Linked DNA regions of Mus musculus: region 2 is linked to region 1. A link is a contact called in public HiChIP or PLAC-seq data. All regions are on one chromosome and are shown on one strand. The core of a region is the stretch at or near the end of the contact, and the rest is flanking DNA. Distances in the headings are between cores, read along the strand shown. Region 1 overlaps Gm39714 (a long non-coding RNA gene). Region 2 has its middle 14 kb from the start of Ccdc121.

What was found. HiChIP or PLAC-seq counts read pairs in DNA pulled down with a chosen protein or histone mark.
Region 2: an H3K27ac HiChIP or PLAC-seq map of large pre-B cells shows a contact between it and region 1, with 3 times the contacts expected there. The contact joins two enhancer-like sites. A contact is called at or near these places in 1 of 15 datasets of contacts at CTCF or cohesin (embryonic stem cells), 1 of 484 Hi-C or Micro-C datasets (regulatory T cells), 3 of 115 datasets of contacts at active chromatin or transcription factors (embryonic stem cells and large pre-B cells) and 1 of 9 other capture datasets (embryonic stem cells).

What each region holds. Positions count from the first base shown.
Region 1 is chr1:180,871,526-180,876,317 of GRCm38.p6, reverse strand. It overlaps Gm39714 (a long non-coding RNA gene), which reads left to right. Exons shown (of 3, transcript XR_865782.1): 3 at 743-806. It also overlaps the pseudogene Gm18036. Among named protein-coding and RNA genes, the nearest start is that of Gm39714, 12 kb to the left of the region's middle. Within about 2 kb of position 2,032, at least 32 of the 459 cell types and tissues checked have an H3K27ac peak or open chromatin away from gene starts, as enhancers often do.
Region 2 is chr1:181,523,272-181,527,929 of GRCm38.p6, reverse strand. No RefSeq gene overlaps it. Among named protein-coding and RNA genes, the nearest start is that of Ccdc121, 14 kb to the right of the region's middle. Within about 2 kb of position 1,634, at least 11 of the 459 cell types and tissues checked have an H3K27ac peak or open chromatin away from gene starts, as enhancers often do.

The DNA.
Region 1 (4,792 bases), core at 783-3,282:
CAGGGCGCCGGGCGGTGGTGGCGCACACTTTTAATCACAGCACTCAGGAGGCAGAGGAAGGCGGATTTCGGAGTTCAAGGCCAGCCTGGTCTCCAGAGTGAGTTCCAGGACAGCCAGAGCTACATAGAGAAACCCTGTCTCAAAAAAAAAAAAAAAGTGGAAAAAAAAAGTTTTAGGGTAGCAGATGGCTCAGTGGGTAAAGGAGCTTGCTGCTAAGTCTGACACCCCCAGTTTGATCTCCAAGACCAACATGTTTCGATTCAAACAAACCTTTCAGAAACTAGCCTTTGCAGACACTTGGGTCATGGTACACACACACACACACACACTATTTCCTTTTGAGCCTCAGTGAAGGGGCAGTCATAAGGTCCTGCTTAGTAAAGTTGCTAAGCTGCCAGAGAGTAGATGAGTCTAAGTGCTGGTGATGTGTCTGGGGATCCCTACATTATTACAACTTATGGAGGGGAGAGAAGGAAGAAGAAGAAAACATCCCCAACCCTGGGACCGACAATGAGCACTACTGTGCTGAGAGCCCTGATGCTGGGGGTAAAAATCAAGACCTTGCATTGTCTCGGGTTTGCTTTAACAGAACCCCGTTTGAGGCAGGGCCCACCCACATAACGAAACTGAGGTTCAGAGGGCAGAGAACTCACGGGTCAAAGCACCTCTGCCTCTGGTTTGCTATTTGCCTCTTGAGTTGGAAGAATCTGAAAGCAAAGCGAACGGCTTTCTAATTTTCCAGGATGAAGCTGGATTCCACCCATCCCGTCCCTCACTTCAGCTGCTCTTCCGGCTCCTCTCGCAGCACCTTCAAGCAAGTTACTTTAAAACACCACCAATAAATGCGCAAAACCATATATCCCAGAAGTGTGTGTGGGGGGGGCGGGAGGGTGTTTGTGGTTTTATTTACATACAAATAAGATGTACTGTGCACCTGGCACCGAGGTGGGGGGCTCTGATGGCAGCTGCACAACTCTTCCCTTGTGGGTCTTGGAGGAAACACGGTGAGTGATCTCAGCATAGTAAGGTTTGTTGCACATCAGGGTCATGTCAAGCTCCGTGACCTGGTGGACCAGGGACTTCCGGAAGCCACGGGGCAGTATGAGTCTTCTTTCTTGCTTGGATGTGTATGTATACCTGAGCGCTGGTACCCATGGATGCCAGAGATGCTGGAACTCCTGACATGGGTGCTGAGGATGGAGCCTGGGTCAGGTAGAAGAGTGATGCACAGTCTCAGCTGCTGGGCTATTATATTCTCTCTCCACTCTGCTTAGTTGTCTTGTCCTATAACCAGTGTTAGGCACTAGGACCTGGCCCTTGAACCTTCTGGGTTTCTACCAGTTACCCTTAATTTTGACAGGAGTCTGACTGGTACTAGATCAAGTTCTTTGTCCTCTTTGTGACAATCTCCAGCTTCACCAGAGGTCTGAAGGCAGTGACGAGCAGAGCTGCTTCTATAGCAGGACAAGGGCTGTCCCCACCCCAATGATGAATGACAGAGTCCCATACAGAAGCCAAGGCCACACATCTGGAGACCAGCCACACCAAGGCCTTGGAGCAATGGAGACTTGTCCAAGATTTTTCTTTTTTGGTTTTTCGAGACAGGGTTTCTCTGTAAAGCCCTGGCTGTCCTGAAACTCACTTTGTAGAACAAGCTGGCCTCAAATTCAGAAATCTGCCTGCCTCTGCCTCCCAAGTGCTGGGATTAAAGGCGTGTGCCACCACACCCAGCTCCAAGATTTTTCTTGATAGCACAAAAATAAAACACCAGTGGAACCTACTCTATACATCTTCAAATCCTCCCAGCTAAAACAAAACAAAACAAAACAGAAACCAGCAAATAGTCAGAATAGCGTTTGTCAGGGAGGAGGAACAGTGTTGTGTGGAAGGCTGGCCTTGCCTGTAAGTGACTTATTCATGACCTTTAGAAAGAAGACAGGTGGAATCAGAAAAGCAAAGACAGAGAGGTCTGGGTATATGGCCGGCTTCCCGCACCAGCACTGCCCCCAGCAGGTAGGGTTGGGAGCCACAGGCTTCTGGGAACCCCGTGCCCTGCCTGTGGTGGACCCACTGCACTGTCTCAGGCTCCCACCGTTTCTGGGCTTCCCTTGTAACTTGGTACACAGCGCCCTCTAGTGGCCACAAGAAGTCTTTCTATCCTACAATTTTCTTGTTTAGTGTTGTTTTTTTTCCAGACAGGGTCTTTGTGCAGCCCTGCCTGTTGCGATGGTTTGTATATGCTGGGCCAAGGGAGTGGCTCTATTAGGAGGTGTGGCCTTGTTAAGTAGGTGTGTCACTATGGGCGTGGGCTTTAATACCCTTGTCCAAGCTGCTTGGAAGCCTTCTGTTTGCCTTCAGATGAAGATGTAGAACTCTCAGCTCCCCCTGCATCAAGCCTACCCTGGCATGGTGCGTTGCTGTGATAGACCTGACCATGCTCTTGTGTGGAAGATTGTGGATGTTTGGGACTTTGGATTTGGAAAGCAGTGGAATGTTTTAAGTGTGGCTTAGTGGGCCATCCTAGCAGGAATATGGAAGACTTCGTTGCTAAGGATGATTTGAACTGTGGAAGCCTGGCTCTAGAGGTTTCAGAGAATTTTAATATGTGGCCAAGAGACAGTTTTTGTGATATTTTGGTGACTAATGTGGCTGCCTTTCGCCCTTGTCTGAAGATTCTAAGCCTAAGGTAAAAAGATTTATATTAATTGTACTGACAAAGGAAGCCTGAGAAACGCCCAGCATAGACTTTGTTCTCTAGTTGAGTCTCATGAAGAGCATTTTGAGCAAGTGTAGCAAGCTTAGAAAGGAAAAATATAATGGGGCATCAGGAAGTGAAATGAAACTGAATCCTGTATTCACAGATATTAAATTGAATTAAAGGAGTGGTGACCTAGGGGCAAGACCCCACCCATCTAAATTTAGGTCCAGGTTTGGTAGAAAAAAACCCTTTAATCCCAGGAGGCATAGTCAAGCAGTTCTCTGAGTTCAAGGCCGGCCTAGGACAGAGCAGGTTCTAGGTGAAGAAAAGCTTAAGTCTCCAATGGTGGCACATGCCTTTAATCACAGCGTTCAGGAGACAGAGCAATGAAGATCTCTGAGTTCAAAGTCAGTCTACAGAGCAAGTTCCAGGGCAGCCAAGCTTATGCAGTGAAGGAGTTGGAAAACAGAAAGTGATAATGTAATAGATCAAGGGGGCCATGTTCCAGCCCCAGCAAGCAGCAGAACTTGCCAGCTTCAGCCATGTGGCTCTGGCTTTAGAGTCAAGAATAGAAGGGACTATTGGCACAATTGATGCTGGTTAGCTGAAGCTAAGAAATTAGCGGTGATTAAGAAGAGAACAGCAGCTGGGCATGGTGGCCCACGCCTTTAATCCCAGCACTCAGGAGGCACGGGCAGGCAGATTTCTGAGTTCAAGGCCAGCCTGGTCTAGAGTGAGTTCAGGACAGCCATACACAGAGAAACCCTGTCTAGAAAAACCGAAGAAGAAGAAGAAGAAGAAGAAGAAGAAGAAGAAGAAGAAGAAGAAGAAGAAGAAGAAGAAGAAGAAGAAGAAGAAGAAAACAGTATCACTTAGGTGAAATCTGGGAAGTGTTTTCTGAAAGTACAAAGAAGCCATGAGATAGGCAAGGTTGTACCTCGTGCAGCAGCTGGACTTGGTAAATGTGTAAGAGTCACCCAGGTAATAATGGTTTTGAAGGTATGAAGGGGTCATGAAGAGCAGCTGAGGCTTGGTACTGTGAAAGGCCAGGGAAGGCCATTGATGAAGGTGCAGCCTCAGTTGCAGTTGACAACCTAGGACTGAAGGGGTCATGCAAAGGAGTTGAGGCTTGACACCATGAAGAGAGCCTGTGAGAAGCTATTGGTGAAGCCTAGTTGTAGTGGAAGACCCAAGTGTGTCAGAGATGCTAGTACCATGGGATGACCACCTCTTAAGAAAAGCAGCAGCAATGGAGTGGATTAATCTGAGCTTAGAGTACTATAGAGGGCAGAGCTGGAGAAGAGATGCCAGCCCTTTAGAAGAGCCCAGAAGATCATGTGTGGATCCCACACATTGAAACAAGAGGCTGTTAGCGTTTCAGTTGCCTTGGAGACACCAAGATGTTCGAGATGCCAGAGCTGTAGGCTATCTGCTGAGGAAAGCTGCTAACAGGGAGTGGAACCAGCCCGGGGGGAAAGAAGTTTGTTGCAGTCAACAAAGATGAAAAAGAAGTTGGAGATTTGAAGACCACATTGCTTCAGACATGGAGATGCAGAGTTTGAAGTTTGCCCAGCTGGTTTCCGGTCTTGCTTTGGGGATTACAGTTAAGTGATTGGATCAATCTCAGAAGAGTCCTTGAACTTTGGACTTTTAACATTGTTGAGTCTGCTATAGACTATGGGGGCTTTGGAAGTTGAGCTAAATGTATTTTTTATTATGCTATGGGTAGGTATGGCCCTCAAAGACTCTTGTGTTTGAACAAGCCTATGGGGGGAAGGGAGTGGAATGTGATGGTTTGTATATGCTTGGCCCAGGGAGTGGCACTATTGGATGTGGCCTTGTTGGAATAGGTGTGTCACCATGGGCATGGGCTTTGAGACCCTCATCCTAGCTGCCTGGAAGTCAGTCTTAGACTAGCAGCCTTCAGATGAAGATGTAGAACTCTCAGCTCCTCCTGCACCATGCCTCCTAGATGCTGCCCTGTTCCCACCTGGATGATAATGGACTCAACCTCTGAACCTGTAAGCCAGCCCCAAGTAAATGCTGCCCTTATAAGCCTTGCCTTGGTTGTGGTCTGTTCACAGCAGTAAAATC
Region 2 (4,658 bases), core at 385-2,884, 650 kb before region 1:
CTGACACAGAGATACTCACACAGACACAGTGACACTCACATACACAGACACACACACACTGGCACATACACACTGACATACACACATGCACACAGATACTAACACACACACTGACACACACTGACACACACTGGCACACACACTGGCACACACACACTGACATATACACATAAACACTGACACTTGCACACACAGACACACACACTACTGATATAGACACAGATACATACTCTGACACCCTGACATTGACTCACACCCACATCCAGTGACACACACAGATACAGATACACACACAGACACACACACAGAGTGACACACACTGCCACACAAACACACTGGCTGACGTACACACACTGCCACATAAACACTAACAGTGGCTGACAAACACATACTGATACACTGAGACACTGGCATACACACACACATGCGCACACATGCACGCACACACGCACACGAGGAACCCTGACCACACCTCTCATATAGAAGAAATGGCAATGATGAGGAAAAGCCCTGGGGAGGGAAAGCAGGGGTCACAGCCCCCCTCCAAGAACACATTATGATTTATTATGTGTGCCTTTGGTGACCATTTAATGCCATGTGTCCCTTTGGCCACCTCCCCTGTAAATTTACAAGCACACTATAAACATGACCATTTAATTCTTTTGCTGGCCCACAGGACCTAACACAGTTCTGCTGCAGATCCAGCAATGTAAAACATTGTTTTTAATTAAATGCAACCAGCACTTCCTCTATGTGTCCCAGAAAGAGTTTAGTAGATTTCCAAGGAGTCCAGACCTCTAACTCCACTGAGTTCCTTATGTTATTCTCAATTTCTGAATACTAATGAGAAGTCATAAATTCACCTTCCACTGAGTTCATGTGTCTTACTTTGAGAAGTTTCTAAAAGTAAAAAGTTTTCAATTGAAGTTTCTCTCAAATGCTGCAATTTCTCATCATCTCAGTGGAGGGGGGTGGTAAACTTTAGGAAAAAAACTATTGATTTAATACTGAGAGGCACAACTGTAAAACACAGTTTTCACTTCAAGGAAAGCAGAGACAGCTTATTCTTGAGCCAAATATGATGACTGTCACGTGAGCCATGCATTCAGGATGATAATTACAATATTCCAACATGCAAGTGATTACAAAAGCTCTCAGCAGATACAGAACAAAAAGAAGCTATAAATCAAGGTGGTTACTAAATAGACTGGTGGAGGCCACAGATAGGCGAGTTACAGCTAAGCAGCAAAAACCTCTGCTGTAGACTCCGATGCTAACTGATGACATTCCTAGCTTTTGGGACTGGAGGGGCAATTATTGATCTGCTGGGAATACACTACAAAAGTTTGACTGATAATCAGAGATAATCAGGTCAGACACAGAGGTCGCTATAAGGGGACCGAGGACAGCCCAAGATAATTTGGCTTTGGAGCTGCCACATTCTAACCTTCTACAATCAAGAGTGAGAATTCTAATTAGTCATTTTGCCTTGTAGAATATTCAGTGTAAGTGTTTCCTCCAAACCCTAGTTTTCAGAGGCAAGAAAATTCTGAAGGTCCTATCTCTCAAGGGCCTCAAACATCACCCCATGTGTGAGAATCACCCAGGAGGAACGTTAAAAAAAATAGTATGCTTGACTGAGTCCCAAGTGGGCCAGCCCAAGGCAGCGATCATATCTTGTTTACATATGCATGGAGGCAGCAGAAAAGACACCTCTTCCCTTCCCCCCACTCCCCCCACGTAGAGCTAACTTCAGGTTTACTTTGTCACACAAACTCACAGAAGTAAGAGAGATGCAGGGAACTGCATCCCACCATGTGACCTCATGTTCATAATTGCCCTTCACGCTCCACGACCCAACAGGCCTGCTCAGAGTCTGGTCTGTATCCCCAGCCTCTGCCTGGGGTTCTTTGCAGCAAATGAGTGGCTGTCTTCAGCGTGATCAAGAATAGATGTTTCAATAACAAAGCGTGCTAAGGGAAAGGCAAGAGACTTGAAAAACATTCCAGTAAGTTCTCCTCACAATCTAAACCGAATCCTTCATTCAGTGTTCTCAAATTCTACTAGTCAAAGCAGTACAACTTCAATGTAACTATTTCTAGAGACAGAACAGAGTGGTGGAGGGAGAGAGGGGAGCAGGGGGGGAGAGAAAGACAGAGAGAGGTAGAGGGGCGGGGAGAGGAGAGAAGAAAGGACACATTCACATAGATAGAGAGAAAGGAGAGAGGAAAAGAGGGAGAGAGGGAGACGAAGAGATAGAGAAAGGGTAACGAAGAGAATGAGAGAGGAGGGGAGAGGGAAAGGAGGAGACACAATAGAGATGGGGAGAGGGAGAATGAAAGGGAGGGAGAGAGGAGAGGAGAGGGAGAAAGAAGGAGAGGGAGAAAGAGGGGGAAGAGGGGAAAAGAGGGGGAGGAAGGGAGAGAGAGAGAGAGAGAGAGAGAGAGAGAGAGAGAGAGAGAGAACACCATGCTCTTAACCACAGAGCCATCTTCAGCTCCAACATCTTTGCGAACAACTGGCTTAGACCAGGAGAACACTACCAGAGGAAGACTCTAGTCCCGGCTCTGTCACTACAGCCCTTTGTCTCTGTCCACTCCAAGCAAACATAGGAACCACTATACTTAACCACTGTGATGATTCAAAGATTAAATATATCCCAGGGTTTCTTGTAATAAATGTATTATCATCATACTGATATTTCCGCCTCTTATTTCTGAGACAAAGTCTCACTGCAAATTAGCCTCGTGCCTCCAGCCCCCAAGTGCTGCGTTGACATTCGTGCACCCCCATACCTGGCCTTTCCTTTTGATTTTAAAAGAAGTGAAAAAGAGCATTCCTGGGCTTCTCTGAAAGAATCATGAGCCTTAGGCACCACAGCGACCACCATCTCTCACAGTCGGGCGTGGTGGCTTTGAGCCTAAGCCTACCTTCTCACTGACGGAGCCACCCGCTTGCTCCTCAGCCACTGGGAACAGGACTTGGCAACTTGCTGTTCTGCTCAGCATCCAGAGAAGCAGGATATCCACATGGGCACAAGGCTAGCTCTCCAGGGCTGTTCCCAGACACAGCAGGAGGCAGTCACCAGATATCAGCAGCCCCTGGCGTCCCTATTGGTATAGGAGCAGAGCTATAGATGTTGCTACAGTTTAGGTGATCTGAGCAGAGGCTGTTAGGCACAGAGATTCCACAGTGCAGTTTACACAGAGCCTCAGCCTCCAGGTCCATATCTGTGTGTCTTATCCGAAGCGGGCAGCCTCTCTAATTTCTTTTTTTTTTTTTTAAGTATTTTTTTATTACGTATTTTCCTCAATTACATTTCCAATGCTATCCCAAAAGTCCCCCATACCGTCCCCCCCACTCCCCTACCCACCCATTCCCACTTTTTGGCCCTGGTGTTCCCCTGTACTGGGGCATATAAAGTTTGCGTGTCCAATGGGCCTCTCTTTCCAGTGATGGCCGACTAGGCCATCTTTTGATACATATGCAGCTAGAGTCAAGAGCTCCGGGGTACTGGTTAGTTCATATTGTTGTTCCACCTACAGGGTTGCAGATCCCTTTAGCTCCTTGGATACTTTCTCTAGCTCCTCCATTGGGGGCCCTGTGATCCATCCAATAGCTGACTGTGAGCATCCACTTCTGTGTTTGCTAGGCCCCGGCCTAGTCTCAGAAGAGACAGCTATATCAGGGTCCTTTCAGCAAACGCTTGCTAGTGTATGCACCCTTCGTTTTCTCTTTCCCCCTCCCCTCCCTTCCTCTTGTCTTTCCTTGTGGCCTCTGCTTTCCACACTCCCAATCCTCAACCCCTGGTCTTTGCATCTGTGTTAACTGTTCACGATGGCCGTCTTGCCTTGGCCTGCAATAGGCTGGCAAGCCCTGAAGCCACCCCCAGGGGACAATAGGGCCTCCTCTGTGCCAAGGCCTTTCAGGGTGAGAACAGACTGAGAGGTGACAGTTGAGTGTAGCTAGCCTGTGGGTTGGAAGCCCCTGCAGTGAGCAGCAGGGCTCAGCAGCCACCTCAGTGCCCTGGGATGAGACAGTGGCCATACAAAGAAGACAAAGGAACAGCATGCCGCTATAAAAAAAAAAAAAAAAAAAAGACTAGAGGAGATCTTACAAAAAATGATTATGAATGGAGTATTTCCAAGGTTACAGTGCCAGGAGGGAAAAAAAAAGGCAGAGGGCAACAAAGTTTATAAAGTGGAGCCTTTTATAGATAAGAAAGGCCCCAGACTCGCCTGCTTCCCCTGCAAGAGAAGCTACAAGAAGGACAGCTGGAAAAGCAATTTATTAACAAGGTGGGTGTGTTGGGGTGGAGCACCTGGGCAGTCACATGGGGTAGAAAGACCTTAAGGGAAGAAGGGCCCTGTACTGAGTCTATTGTTTGTGTAGTTTGGGACTTCAGAGCATATCATCATCATCATCACCACCACCATCATCATCATCGTCATTGAAATCGTCAAGAGCAGGAGTCAGTTTGGGGAGGGGTTTGGGGGGGCAGTTCAAAATGGGACAGAAGCAGAGACAAACAGTCCTAGTTATTCTGCAAATAAAAGAATGACAGTTAAAAGAGCAGGACCCAAAGCAAACATACTATCTGTTTTAAAGAAATGTGGACAGGTAGTAGACCAGTGGGTCTCCACCCTCACAGAGGTTGC